Regions from separate parts of the Pan troglodytes genome. Here all the other regions are linked to region 2. Evidence: chromatin contacts called from public capture Hi-C data. All regions are on one chromosome and are shown on one strand. The core of a region is the stretch at or near the end of the contact, and the rest is flanking DNA. Distances in the headings are between cores, read along the strand shown. Region 1 has its middle 41 kb from the start of C16H16orf95. Region 2 overlaps LOC129137364 (a long non-coding RNA gene). Region 3 overlaps FOXL1 (forkhead box L1).

Region 1 (4,809 bases), core at 1,820-4,319, 410 kb before region 2:
CAGGGAGAGATTCGCTTGGAAATTTAATTGAACAAATGATGCATCCCCATCATCTGTGTGCTTGTGCGTGTCCTTCCTGCTCTCTCTCCCACCCCGTGGAAGCTCCGGGCAGCAGCCCCTGCCTGCCTCATCCGTGTCTTTCCCCAGCACACACACACTGTCATGCGCGGCCGGCACACACGCCTCCTCGCTGACAACTCCTCCTGTTTCTCTTTATGACGTATTGGCTAGGTGTGTCCCGGTGCCAGGTCATACCCAGGGCACTGAGCGACTGTGGCTTCTGATTTTGTCTGCCCTGCACCTCTAATTTCTTCCCCTGTGGCCCCCCAATCTTGCTTATGGACGGGGCTCCCTTGGCTCGCTCATCCTCCTCCTGGAGGTCCCCTGGGCTCCTCTCCAAGGTGCTCCTTGCTCCCAGCTGCAGGAAGCCCGCATCCTCTGGCTCATGGGCCAGGCTGGTGGTGCCTGTCCTTTGACGGTGCAGCACCTGCACTCTCGCATTGCTGCCCGAGCCCAGTGAGGCCAGCCCACCCTGCTTTCCTTACGAGCACGAGGTGCTCGTGCCCTATTGACTTCCTCTGCTAACTGGGACTGGAGAGGCTGGCAGCTCAGGACGTCCGAGGCGGCTGCTGGGTCCTGCAAGCCGGACACCAAGTGGGCGCCACATCTCTGCCGGCCAGGAGGTGGTGCTGTCCCCTGGTTTATGGCTCGAGGTGAAGGCAAGTAGAGACTCTCCCACTTGTCCCGAAAATGCTGCCTTAAGATCAAGGGAAAACAATAGGTATTTGAGCCAGTTATCTAGAAGGAAAAATCAAATCAAATCAATGAGCGCAGCTCTATTCAGGTCCTGCATCCAAGCTTTGAGGACCCGTCTTAGAGTGAGGAAGGGACTTCTTTGAGCCCTGCCTGGAAATCCTGTGGGAAAGGATGGCAGGGCTGAGACTCAGGGCTGCTTTTCTGAGAGACGGAGACGGCAGCTCTGGGCTGTGCACAGTCCCTGCCTCTTGCCCAATGCCCCTAGGAAAGTGACGGGGCCACCCGAGCCTCAGGTCCTCACCTGAGAAATGGAGATAAAAGTTCAGGCGCCGTGGCATGGTCGAGGCATGGTCGGGCTCCGTGGCGTGGTTGGGCGCCGTGGCGTGGTCGACGGCTATAACTGAGCCTGTGAACATGCAGCGTGGTCCTCGCCTGCTGCCTGGGACACCCCCGCTTCGACTGGGATGTTGGTCCTGTTGCTATGGTCAGAGACTGTGGGGGCTCTGAGATACGCTTGTCACTGAGAGGGGCTTTGTTGGAGAATGCAGCCCTCTTGATGTCTAGGGGAGTGGGCCTGACATTTATGGAGCACCTGCCGTGTTCAGGGACCAAGTGCACACAGATGAACACCCAACCCCGCCTCTCAGACTCACAGGGGTAAGCGTGTCCTGCTCCCTCTGGAGTTTCTGGGGAACATGGGCAGAGTGTGGTCTCTTCTGTCCCAGGTGCGTTGGAGGAAATGACTTTTGAGCTGAGTGTTAAGGGACAATTAGGATTTCTTAGGCGGAAGTCGTGTGGGAAGGGCATTTGACAGAGGGAACAGCCTAGGTGGAGGTGTGGAGGCAGGAAAGCATCCTGCATGGCTGAAGGGCTGCGGGGCAGCCTGGAGGAGGAGGACAGGCGGTGTGTGGTGGGTCCCTGCAAGTGTGGGCATCACCCTAGGCCCATTAGTGCAGGCTGGGGTGTTCTTTAAGCCAGGGCAAAGAAATCCCTGACAAGGAGGGACAAGTGCAGGCTGCGCCAGTGTTTGCTGTCCTCTGAAAAAGGGTGGAGGCCACTGGCGAGGTTCCAAGTGGCTTTTCTCAGAGCTCAGAGATCTCAGCCTGAAAGTGCAGAAAGGGAAAGAATCCTCAGATTCAGCAAATCTACTATTTATGTCTCTTCTCTTCCTGCTCCTTTCTTTTTTTTTTTTTTTTTTTTTTTTTTTTGAGATGGGGTCTTTCTCTGTTGCCTAGGCTGGAATGCGATGGTGCGATCTTGGCTCACTGCAACCTCTGCCTCCCAGGTTCAAGCAATTCTCCTGCCTCAGCCTCCCGAGTAGCTGGGATTACAGGTGCCCACCACGATGGCCAGCTAATTTTTGTATTTTTAGTAGAGAAAGGGTTTCGCCATGTTGGCCAGGCTGGTCTCAAACTCCTGACCTCAAACGATCTGCCTGCCTCAGCCTCCCAAAGTGCTGGGATTATAGGCGTGAGCCACCATGCCTGGCCTTCTGCTCCTTTCTTTTCATTTTTATTTTTATTTTTTGGCGATGGAGTCTTGCTCTGTTACCCAGGCTGGAATGCAGTGGTGAAGTCACAGCTCGCTGCAACCTCAACCTGCTGGCCTCAAGCAATTCTCTGGCCTCAGCCTCCCGAAGTGCTGGGATTATGGGTGTGAGCCGCCGCACCCGGCCATTGCCTCATGGTTTCTCCCTCTGGTCTCAAGGCCTGGGTGTTTTTTCTTTTCCTCCGACGCTCTCTGCAGCTTCATGCTTGGGCAGGCGACTTGTGGAGCTGTTTTTGCTCTGGGTTCCTGGGCCTGGGGCCTAGGGTACCTCTGTCCCTCGGACACCTCAGTCTTATGTTCAAAGAACCACCCCTAGACTTCAGAGGCGGTCACGGGAGGTGGTCTTAGGCCCCAGGCCCCTTCCGACGCCTCCTCTGTGCTTTCTCCCACCCGCCTGCGCCCACCGCCCAGGCAAGGTTAAGTTTGTAAAAGCCCCTTTTGAATCTCCCAGAGTTTTATCTGGAGGGCCGTCTAAATCACTTCGAAGGCTGTTGGCTGAACTCAGTAAATAAACACAGGGAGCCCTGGGGGCGCTGTGACTTACGGTCTCCTTGTCATTTCCCCCAGAATGCACATCAGCGAACAGTGCCTGCCATTCTAAGGGGCTCTTTGACTCTGAACACACACAGTCTCCTCCTGGGCTGATTCCCTGCACGCTGGCATTTGGCTTTCTGTAGAGAGCCAGCATCAGCCATGGCCAGGGTTAATTCACTGTGGTGGGGACAGTGCCAGGGTTGTCTGGGCTCAGGACCCAGGGATGGTGTGGCTGCCCCCATGCGTCCATATGGAGGGCAGGAGGGATCCTGCTGGTGGGAGCAGGATTTAAATGCTTCGAGGTGACGCAGGGCAAGATGACTGTCCCCAGTCACGAAATCATCTCACTGGAGTGCTTGGGGGAGGGGGCAGGGCCAAGCGTCCGCCTTGCCTCGCAGAACAACATTTTGGTTTTCACACTCACCACTGAAAAGTCATTAAATTGAAAGGAAACCTGTGCCCCGTTCCCTCCGTAGTCACGCCAGCGCCGTCCCCAGGCACCTCACAGTGTAGCTTTTGTTCAGGAGTCCGGAGTGTAAAATTGGAGTGGCAGATTGTCGGTGCACACATTTAGAATTTCCTGGCTTTCATCAGCTGCGCCACTCAAATGACAATATTTAATCCCAAATGTTTCCTTCCCTTACCCTACCCCCCCATTTCATGAGTCAGAGGGCTTCCCCCCACATTTGCAAAGTAGACTTCTCTTCCATTTCTTCAACCATAATGAAAAGTATATTTACGATTTTTTTCCCCTATGTATTTGTGATTATACAAACTCTCCTGAACATTTTAAGGGGCCTTTCTTAGGAGAAGTTGACTTCCTGGTTTTGAGTTGAATGTAACTCTCTCCTTTGCTGGCTTCTCCACTCCCACCATTCATTTCATAAGGACAAGGTCATGCACATTTGAATTCTACGGGTCGGATCTCATAGCAGTAATCTTGTGCCATTTCATTCCATTGGATGTGGCTGGAGTGATATTGCTCATTGATTTGAGTCAGGCGGCTTTTTTGTTATTTAGGGATTTTTTCATTGCAGTCATTTTTATTAAAGAAGGGTTTGTTGTAGATGAGAGAATTAGCTGAAATTTAAAACTCGAAGTTTCTTTTTGTTGCTTGGTCACTTTGTAGAATCCATTGTTTAGCAAGACAGGCCTTCTGAGGCAACCCAACAAAAAGATTTTCAACAACACATTGCATGTTGGTCCTCTGATATACAGGCGCATATGCATACGATCACAGTTTACATTTTGCAGTGTGCTGGAGAGTCTCCCAAGTAACATTTCATGTCAAAGAAAGCCTGTAAAAGCGCGTCTACGAGAAGCACTTTGGAGTGAGAAGCAGGTGTGACTCCTTGGTGTGTCAACCTGAGCGGGTTCCGATCCTCTGGTATCACTGGGTCCTGGGTTCTGACACGCGAGTGGATTCTTATACCTGGCGGGTTCTGATACCTGGCTCAGACCCTGATGGGCTGACGGTGGGGTTCACATGTCCTGTGGCCAGGCTGCCGTGCCCAATGGTCCAGTCAGACACCCATCTGGGTGCTGCTGAGAAGGTGCTGGTGGATGTCGTCAGCCTCTCCCATCAGCTGACCTCAAGGGAAGCAGATTACCCTTGACAGTGTGGGTGGGCCTTATCCAATCAGGGGAGGACCTTATGAGCAAACTCCGAGGTTTTTCTGGGAGGGAGGAATTCTGCCTCAAGACCATAGCATCAGCTCCTGCCTGGGTTTCCAGCCTGCCGGCTTGCCCTACACATTTCAGACTTACCAGCCTCCACAGTTATATGAGGAATTCCTAAAAATCTGTCTCTCTCTCTTTACACACACGTGCACACACATATTAAACCTCCTGCTAGTTCTGTTTCTCCGGAGAGCTGTGGCTGACACTGGCTGAGAGGAGCAAGGGTTTCAGGCTAGAGCTGCATAACAATGGTCTCTGGCCACTGGGTGTCTGCAAAAATCAGAAATGTGC
Region 2 (4,548 bases), core at 180-2,679:
AGCCCAGTGTTCTTCAGGCTGGGCTTTGTGCTACTGCAGAATTCCTGGGAGTTTGGTGGCCTCTGTTGGGTCTTAGTTTGGGCTCCTCAGAAGCATACCTAGAGACAAGGAGTCATGGGCAAGCTGTTTATTTGGGAGGTGACCCAGGGAAACCCCCAAGGGAGTGGGGAGGCAGGACAGGGAAGGGGAACAGCAGCAGAGCTTTAGTTCATAGGCAGCCACTGCCCCGGGCACCTGGGGTTCAGTACCACTGTGGACCTCTGGGGGTCAGTGTAGAGCTGGCCTCAGTTATCTCAGTGAATGAGTGAGGGAGCTGGGATATTTATACATCACATCCCCTGTCTGCTATTGGCAGTGGGCTGATTCTGTTAGAGCCACAGGGATTCACAGTAAATGGTCTTTTGTGAGGCACATCAGGGGATGAAGAGGGGGCACCAACAATTACTATAAGGGGGCACCAAGGTATCAGATTCAGATGTTGATTTAAAGGCTGAGCATCTGCATGAGGATTTTAAAAAACAATCTACAGGTGTGTTAAACATAACAGCAGTGTCAATGGAGCAGGAGGGCAATGAATGGAAAGTAATTCTTCCCTGGAGTCCAGTTCCCAGTCCCTCCCCAGAGCACTGAGTGAGTGTCTCATGGGTCCTTCTGATGTTTTGTTTCTGTATCTGAGCAGATGCAAAGAAAAGACCCACTTTCCTTACTCAGTGGTAGCCTGCTATTGATGCCTCCAATGCTTTGCCCTTTTCCTCAGCAATTCACCTGGAATTCTTTCCTGTCCATATGCTTGGTGATGCCTCATCCTTTTTATTTACCATGGCAGCATAGGACATAGTACTCCAGTGTGTGGACATGGTACTCCAGTGTGTGGACATGGTACCCCAGTGTGGGGACATGGTATTCCAGTATGTGGACATACCATGACTTATTTATTCTGTCTTCTGATACTGGGCATTTTGGTTGTTTCCAATCTTTTGTTACTACAAACAAGGGTGTAACAAAATGTTTATCTCTTTGTACAGAGGCATGAATTGATCCATTGGATAAATCCCTAGAAGTGGAATTTATTTGGTAGAATCTTCTGTTTTTAAGTTTTTGGCAAATACTGTCCAAACACTTTTGAAAGAAGTTGACCGATTTGACATTCTTGTGGCAAGAGCCCATGGGGTGCATGGCTCAGATGTCCCTCATGTCAGGAGAAACCCTGCTGTGGGGTGAAGGTGGCTGGTGCCTCCAGCTTCCAGTGCCCTCTGGCTCTGCCTCTGCTCTCCAGCCAAGGCCCCATGTCTCCAGGGCAGCTAATGGCCAAGCATGGCAGAAGCACAGGGCCCCTCCATTTCTGCCTAGCAGGGGCATCCTCTAGGGGGCACCTTCAGTCTGGGGCTCTCGGTCAGCATGGCTGAGACATCCTCTGAGATACACTGCAGGATGAGGCTCTTGCTACTGCATGCTCCTTCCTTCCCCTCTCCTCTCACGGGTGTCGGACCAGCATTGCAATCTGAAGGCTCGCCCACACCCTCCAGCTCCCCCTCCATTTTCTGCAGTGCACTAGCACCACCTCCCTAATACATAGCTCACATTCCTGACTCCATCGTGGCATTCCTTCCTGAAGACCCATGCTGACACCCACTGACAATGTGTGAGGATGGGCTTCTGATGGTACTCGGTGAGCAGGGGTCTATGGCTAAGTGGTTTCTGAGCTCCCAAGCTTATCCAAATCTCTCACTTTATAACAGGAAATCTAAGGCCTAGAGAGGGCAAGCCACTTGCCTGAGGCCACACACTCAGGGGTAGCAGGCCCTGAGTGCCACACCAGGCCGCACCGAAGTGCTCCCTCAATCTCAGACACCAGCTGACCTTGATTGTCCCAGCTCCCGGCCAAAACCAAGCCCGGAGCAGACATGTGTGGCCTGGACTACCTCTCCTGCTCTCCAGATCTTCTCAGGGACAGGGTTCAAAGTTCCCTAAAACGTGTTGGGGGAAATTGCATCCCAGTTTTTGGAAAGCCTGGCCAATTTCTTCCCATGCAGCCATTTCTGCGTCAATACGGGCTATGCACAGATGCCAGTGCCAGCTCCCACTCCTCCGTGGTCAGCCGAGCAGGGACCAGAACTCAGAGAGAAGCACTTTCCAGAGGAGCAGAGTGGGTGAGGGAGACGAGGAGGGAGACAGTGGGCCACAGATTCTCATCACGTTTTCCCCTCCCGTGCTTTCAGGGGCTTAAACAGCAATAAAAGAATGTGCGATTGTCAGCATAAATCAAGAAAATCGGAATTCTGCTGAGCAAGCGAGAACATTGGACTTGAAAGAGCCATTTGCTAAATGTGAAAGGAGCCCTTGAAAGTGTTCCTGGAGGCCTCTTTCCAGCCCAGCTAGTTTGGGACTGAGCTAGATCACGGGCTGGTGCTGAGGGCGTGGCCTCAGGGCTCAGGGCAGCCGCATTTGGGCTTGGCTATGCCCCACCTGGTATGGCTCTGCAGGCAGCTGGGTGGTTGGGTCCTGGCACCAAGATGAGTGAGGGAGGGAAGGACGAGGAGATGGCGTGGAGACAGGGTCCTCGCCAAACATACTTGTGTAAGCCCCCAGAGGGCAGAGCCAGAGCTCATCTTTTATTCATCTCTAAGTTTCTCTCAGCCCTTAGCATAAGGGAACTCCTGCTCACTGGAGTTTCCTTTGCTGACTGAGTGAATAAAGGAAATAGAAAGGCAGGGAGGGAAGAAAGGGGGAAGGGGGAGGGAGGGGAGGAGAGAAGGGAAGGAGGGAGGAAGAAGCAAACCCCTGTATTAGTCCATTTTCACACTGCTATAAAGATACTACCCAAGACTGGGTAATTTATAAAGGAAAGAGGTTTAATTGACTCACAGTTCCCATGGCTGGGGAGGCCTCAGGAAACTGACAATCGTGGCAGAAGGCAAAGAAGAAGCAAGGACTTTCTTCACAAGGTGGCAGGAAAGAGAAAAGCCCAGGGGAAACTGCCAAGCACTTTTAAACTATAGGATCTCATGAGAACTCACTCACTATCAGAGATTTTAAACCATCGGATCTCATGAGAACTCACTATCACAAGATTTTAAACCATCGGATCTCAGGAGAACTCACTCACTATCACCAGAACAGCCTGGGGGAAACCGCCCCCGTGATCCAATCACGTCCCACCAGGTCCTTCCCTCCACACGTGGGGATTATGGGGATTACAATTTGAGATGAGATTTGGGTGGGGACACGACCAAACCATATCACCCCCAAGTGCTTTTTCCTGTTCACCGTGAGTCATTTTAATTAGACGCTGGCCTAACCTTTCGGCTCAGCAGATGGGACCCGGCCACCTGCCCCAGCACCCCCTGGGTGGGCACAGCCATGGCCTGCAGCAGACAGTCCTGAGGTCAGCGCCCAGCTGTGGACCCATAGATGCCCTCAATGGAGAGCAGAGACCATGCCTCGGTTTCTACACTGGCCCCAGGCTTTGCAGAGGAGCGACGTGTTGTCCAGTAGCTTCGTGGTGATCATCAACATCCAGGCCATCCTCGACTGGACTAGTGCCATTCACGGTTCTTACCTGTACCATGTCCACATGCTGGGGTACCCCTGAGCTTAAACCTGTGCAACAGCCTGAGGAAGAACCTTGATCTGGCTTTCCCAGGTCTGCACAGGCTCTGCTTCTCTTTCTGGGCTGCAGTGTGAGAAGGTGGGTGTATGATGCTGGCCGCAGCCGCATCCTGTGTCTTCATACAGTCAGCCGCAAAATGCACCAACAGGCAGAGAAATGCCACCAGGTGTGCATGATCAGCGAGGTGGCCGTGTGGCTCCAAGACTGAATCATCTCTCCATGTTGCTCCTTCCTGCCTGCTTCAGCTGACAGCATTGCCCTTGAGCAATCCAGTCTTTAAATCCCACCGGGACTTAGAAAGCTTCTATTTCAAAACACAGGACCATAAGTTATCTATTTAAACAACGTCGCTGTTAAGCTGCGCTGTCTGTGATCTATTGGAATTATAGCTTTCAGTGTAGTCCAGCGAATGTCCCTCGCTAACCAGGGCACTGAAATGGAGAAGGCAGCAGCTTAGTGAGTCCTGAGAAGGGGATCGAAGGCTTGCCAGAGGGATGTGCAGAGGGTAGGACAGGGGTCCGGGGACCTTGACGACGGAACAATAAATACAAGTGTCTCTGCTCAAACTGGCTTGTCTCAGCTGTCACACAGGTGAGACCTTAACCTACCACAGGTGGTTGGGAGGATCTAAGATGAAAGTATCCCCCCACCCATCTCTGAGCTTTCGATGGGAGTGGGTCTGGGAAATCAGGTGAGTCTAGGTCCCCAAACCAGGCCCCCCACAATTGGAGCCTCCTCCCTGGTGCTGGGAAGTTAGGTGGTGCACACGTGTGTGTGTATCTGTGAAGATGTGCGGTGTTTGCGTGGATGGGGTGCATGTGTATTGTTGCTGCTGCCTTTTAAAAATTCACATGAAATTCGCATAGCAGAAAATTAGCCATTTTAGAAGCGAACAACTCAGCGGCACTGAATGCATCACATGTTGTGCGGCCATCACC
Region 3 (4,469 bases), core at 1,195-3,694, 290 kb after region 2:
AGAATTAGTCTGTTGATAAGTCCGCCCACCCAAGTTGAATCAAGCTGTGTTTATTTGGAAAAATTTCCGGGCACCCAATATATAAACGCACTGATCTGATGTTTGAAATATCACGTCCACCCCTTGACGCTGTAAGCACACACAGTCAGTGAGGCAGGATGTAGACTGCGGTGGCTCAGAGCAGGGTCTGCTGAGCCAGGAAGGAGAGGTGGAGATGGGGGTGGGTGTGCAGGGATGAGTTTTACGCTGGCCTGGGGGAGCCCCATAACGCCAGGGCCTCCCACAAAAGGCCTTTTCTTCTCCCATGCTTAACCGGAGATATCGAGATGCCACAGTCTAGTAAAACACTTTCTGAGGTCCTAGGAACCTTTTAGATTGGGGCAGGGAGAGTATCTAAGAAGCCTGAGTGTCTGCTGAGAAGGGGATGCGGCCCTCCCTAGAAAAACAGGTGGCAGACCCAGTAGGAGGTGGCACTCTCTAGGGACCTGCTCTCCCACACCCTCCCTTCCAGGGCTCTCCGGAAATCGGAGGGAAAGTGGACTCTGGGAGCCCAGTCTCTCTGGAAGGGAAGGCCTAAGGCACTGGGGGCCTGGGGAAGAGCTCATGGTCCACAGCTCCATTGAGGAAGGTTTCAAAATAAACCCATTTAGAGAACCAGGGGCAAAAGTAAGGTCCTCCTGATGGGGCCAAGGTTGCAAGAGAGGAACACCATAAAAGGAGGCCGTGGCAGCTGGCGCGGGAGGCCTGGTATTTGTGAATGTGGGTCTCCAGCTTTATATTCTGGGCTTTCCTGTTTATAACAAGGAGGGGGTTATAACAACTTTACAAGTGCGTGCAGCTGGCCCGTGATTACATTAGGCATTTGGGAAGCCTGCTTGCTCTCCCCGTATCCACCCACCCTGGGGTGTACGCGGCCCTCCACCCCCATCTCATTTTACATTTTCCCACATCACTGTTTGAATAAAAAATCCTGAATCATGCTGATTTCGAAGGGGGCCTCTCTTCCCCACTCCACCGGTTAGGGTAAGGGTAGAGGCACCTAGTGTGACTACTTCCTGTTTATGATCACCCCCTGAATATTAAAACACACACACACTGTCACACACACACACGTTCGGATAACTGGCGTCTCATTGAGCAAATCGTGTGAGCATGTCAAAGAGATGAGGGAAGGGGGAGGATGGCAGGTGGGTGTAGAAATGGCCCACTGCCAGTGGGCCAGGAAGGAGGGAGAGGCACCGAGGGCACTTACAGGGGTAGGGGGAGTGTCTGCCGCTGCCACACCCGGCTGAGGATGTGAGTGCTCAGGTAGCCTCTGAACACGGAAACGTGGCGGGCATCCTTTTTCAAAATGAGAAAATCAGAAATAACCCGTGTGTTTGGGTTTCCTGGGTACCCAGCCCATGGAATAAGTAGACCGCAGGGGAGCCGGTAAATTTAAAATACCAAAAAGGAAGTCGCAGGAAGGGTGGAAAAACCGGTCTGGGTACCGGCACTGCCTGCGGGAGCGACAGGCCAGTCCCTGGGACACCTCGGGCCTCCCTCCGCGGCCCTGCTCCTCTAACGTGGGTCCAGCGAGCAGCCCGGCCGCGCCCGCCTAGGTCCTGGGGGTGAACCTCCGGCCAGGAGGGGCGGGGCTTTGTCCTTTCGTTACCACTTGCTCTCACCCGCGCACCCCTTTCAAACTTGGGATGAAGAAACCTCAATGCCAGCGCCTTTGCAACCCGCAGGCCCCACAGTCTCTGGGGTCACCCAACCTCTCCGGGGCCGCGCGCCCCCAGCAAGCTCAAGTTTGGATCCAGTTCCTTCTCCAGCCTCGGCGCTCGCTCCAACACACACAGACCGAGAGATAAACCGGTGTCACTATGCAACCCCTTCCCCACCTTCCTATCCCACAGCCCCTCCTGGAGCTCCCCACGCGGCACCCGAAGTCCAGCACGCACATCCCTGGCTCTACCGAAACTCCCGCCGTCCCGGCGCGTCTTCTAAACTCTAAGGCAAATCCGAGCTTGAATTTGTACGGTGATAAATACTGCCCGATTTGGTAATGGGCGGGACGTGGGCGGAGACACGGGAGGCTGGTGGGCGGGGCACCGATAGTAAAGCAAAAAAAAAAAAAAAAAGAGAGAGAAAGAGGGAGAGATTAGGAGAGAGAGAAAAAAAACAAAAAACAAAAAACAAATGCCCACGCTCTAGTCGCGGTTTGGAGACGCACACCCAGCCCCGCGCGTTTGCAGAAGTGTGCAAAATCTCTGGGAGGTTTCAGCTGTAGAACTCCGGCTTTGCGCCCCAGCCCGGCTCCAGAGCGGGTTTGAATCCCGGGCTCCCGGGTGATTGATGAGTTTGTAACCTGAGCCTAGGAGGGGCCTCTGTTAGAAGGAACCCCGCGCTGGGGCAATTTCCATATTTCCGGGGAGTGCAGGCTCAAGCCCTGGGAGTCCGAGAGCGGATGCGCCCTCGTGCGGAGGCTCTGTTGGCTGAGGCCAGAGCGAAGGGCCTGCGGGAGGCAGCCGAGCCTGGGAGACGGCCGGGCGGGCCTCTAGAACGAGTGTCCTAGAGAGCCAGATGGGGACACTGAATGTTCCCTGTAGATTCATAAGCCTCGGATCCCAGAAAAGCGCGTCATCTGAGAAGTCACTTGGTGAGGGCTCACCTCCCAGCCTGCAAGAAAAGCCTGAGATCTCTGGCCTGCCCGGATGCTCCAGAAGGACTGGAGTTTCCAACTCTGAGGCTTGAGCAGAAACGGGGTTCAGCGTGGGATGAGGGTAGACCGCCTCCTTCCCAGTCCTGGGACAAAGCGCATGTGCGTTCCTCAGGGAGGCAGATCAGAGACCAGGCATTGGTGATGAAAACGGCCTCAGATAAAAAGGCTGACCGGTAAGAGACAAGAGCTCCTCCCACTGCGCCCCAAGCCATCCACTCAACCTTCCTCACTGGAAAGCAAAAAGCAGAAACCTGAGTTAACAGTAATCTGTGTCGCTTTCCAAATATCTGCATCACTTTTCCAAACGTAAAGACAGTTACCACATGTACGACGTGTGTGTGTGTTACATACGTATGCATGATTCCACCGCGTGTAGCACGTTTGAGAAGAGCTGCGGTGGAAAGATGAAGGGTTTAGCCCCTCACCTTACTGACAACCTAAAAACATTGGAGACAGATGATAATAATATGAATAACTAGAATGTACTGAGCCATTTCATCCTCACAGCAGCCCTAATAGAAACCTCTGTCGCTCCCATTTTGCAAACCAGGAAACTGAACAAAGCCCTGTAAGTTAACCTGCCTCAGGTGTCCCATGAGGAAGTGCTCCAAAGACAGAAAATCATCTTACAACAGCACCAGTGTGGACACTCAGGGCTCCATGGAAGTTCTCTTGCCAACTCTTACTAAATCTGTGAAAGGCAGGCGTGGCAGATTCACCCATTTGACAGATGATGAAACTGAGGCTCGGCACAGAACACCCCAAGACCCTGAAAGTAGGAAATGGCTGCACAGGGACCACAGCCCACGTGAGTGTCCTCCAAAAGTGGGTGCTCTGGGGTCTGACATGCTCAGGTATCTGGAAGGACTCAGAGGCAGAGATTGTCTGGAGTAGACAGTGGGAGAGGGGCCCTCCAGAGAGGAGAGGGTGTGCAGCACCCCCGGAGCTGGGAGATTCGGGACATTGTAAGAAAATCCCAGAGTCCTCGCTTATGTTCCACCAAAAGCCAGAAGACCTCTCCCTCCTTCCCTCCCCGCCCGCTTTGAAGAGAGTGGAAGGTTTCCAGAGCTGGAGTAGCAGGGCCCAGGGCCTCCCTTCTCTTGGGAGGCAGTGAGCGGGACATGAAGGTAATGGTGGTCCCACTGAATCAGCAAATGCAGAAGGAGACCCAAAAGCTGGGTGGGACTTCCCAAACGATGCACTTATTTATAGCACACCTTGTTCCCAGAAATGATGGAAAGGCTCTAAACAGAGGCAGTTGGTGCACATGCTCTCACTGGGTTTTTGAAAAGCCCAGCCCTCTGCTTTCCCTGTAGAGCAGGAAGGTTGAAAAAGGAAGGAAAAGCCTGGCAGAATTAAAGGTGAGTGGCATCTTCCCAGACACAGTGGCGTTCCCCGCCGGGGCTGCATAGCACGGTATGATAAATGCAGGTCACTCAGACCAAAGATTCCTTTCTCTTCCTCTTTTTCTCTTCTGTGTTCCACGTAAACCTTAATGGCTGGTCATGAGAGTTTACTATGAACAGGACACTATGGAAGCACCTTGCCAACCTGTGTGACATTCATGAATCCCGGAGATAACCCTCTCAATGCTATGACTGTTTTCAGCCGAGAGACTGTCCCAGAGTGCTTAAGGTGATCTGTCTGATGTCACCTGAATCTTAGTAAGGGCCTGAGTTGGTGCACATGGATTCGGCCTTAGAGAGAGGGACTCCACTAGGAAGGCCACCTGTGAAAATAACACAAGACAGATGGAGACCCAGGG

What was found. Capture Hi-C pulls out chosen DNA fragments and counts their contacts.
Region 1: a capture Hi-C map of stem cell-derived neural stem cells shows a contact between it and region 2, with 4 times the contacts expected there. The contact joins two enhancer-like sites. A contact is called at or near these places in 1 of 7 Hi-C or Micro-C datasets (stem cell-derived neural progenitor cells) and 1 of 1 other capture datasets (stem cell-derived neural stem cells).
Region 3: a contact with region 2 is called in a capture Hi-C map of stem cell-derived neural stem cells, with 4 times the contacts expected there. The contact joins two enhancer-like sites. A contact is called at or near these places in 3 of 7 Hi-C or Micro-C datasets (induced pluripotent stem cells and stem cell-derived neural progenitor cells) and 1 of 1 other capture datasets (stem cell-derived neural stem cells).

What each region holds. Positions count from the first base shown.
Region 1 is chr18:85,443,016-85,447,824 of NHGRI_mPanTro3-v2.0_pri, reverse strand. No RefSeq gene overlaps it. Among named protein-coding and RNA genes, the nearest start is that of C16H16orf95, 41 kb to the left of the region's middle. Within about 2 kb of position 3,069, at least 2 of the 24 cell types and tissues checked have an H3K27ac peak or open chromatin away from gene starts, as enhancers often do. A contact at or near this core is called in stem cell-derived neural stem cells, where this site is marked.
Region 2 is chr18:85,036,007-85,040,554 of NHGRI_mPanTro3-v2.0_pri, reverse strand. All of the region lies in intron 2 of LOC129137364 (a long non-coding RNA gene), which reads left to right. Among named protein-coding and RNA genes, the nearest start is that of FOXL1, 300 kb to the right of the region's middle. Within about 2 kb of position 1,429, at least 1 of the 24 cell types and tissues checked has an H3K27ac peak or open chromatin away from gene starts, as enhancers often do. A contact at or near this core is called in stem cell-derived neural stem cells, where this site is marked.
Region 3 is chr18:84,745,761-84,750,229 of NHGRI_mPanTro3-v2.0_pri, reverse strand. FOXL1 (forkhead box L1) reads right to left here. Exons shown (of 1, transcript XM_016930321.4): 1 at 1-4,469. Among named protein-coding and RNA genes, the nearest start is that of FOXL1, 5.7 kb to the right of the region's middle. Within about 2 kb of position 2,444, at least 5 of the 24 cell types and tissues checked have an H3K27ac peak or open chromatin away from gene starts, as enhancers often do. A contact at or near this core is called in stem cell-derived neural stem cells, where this site is marked.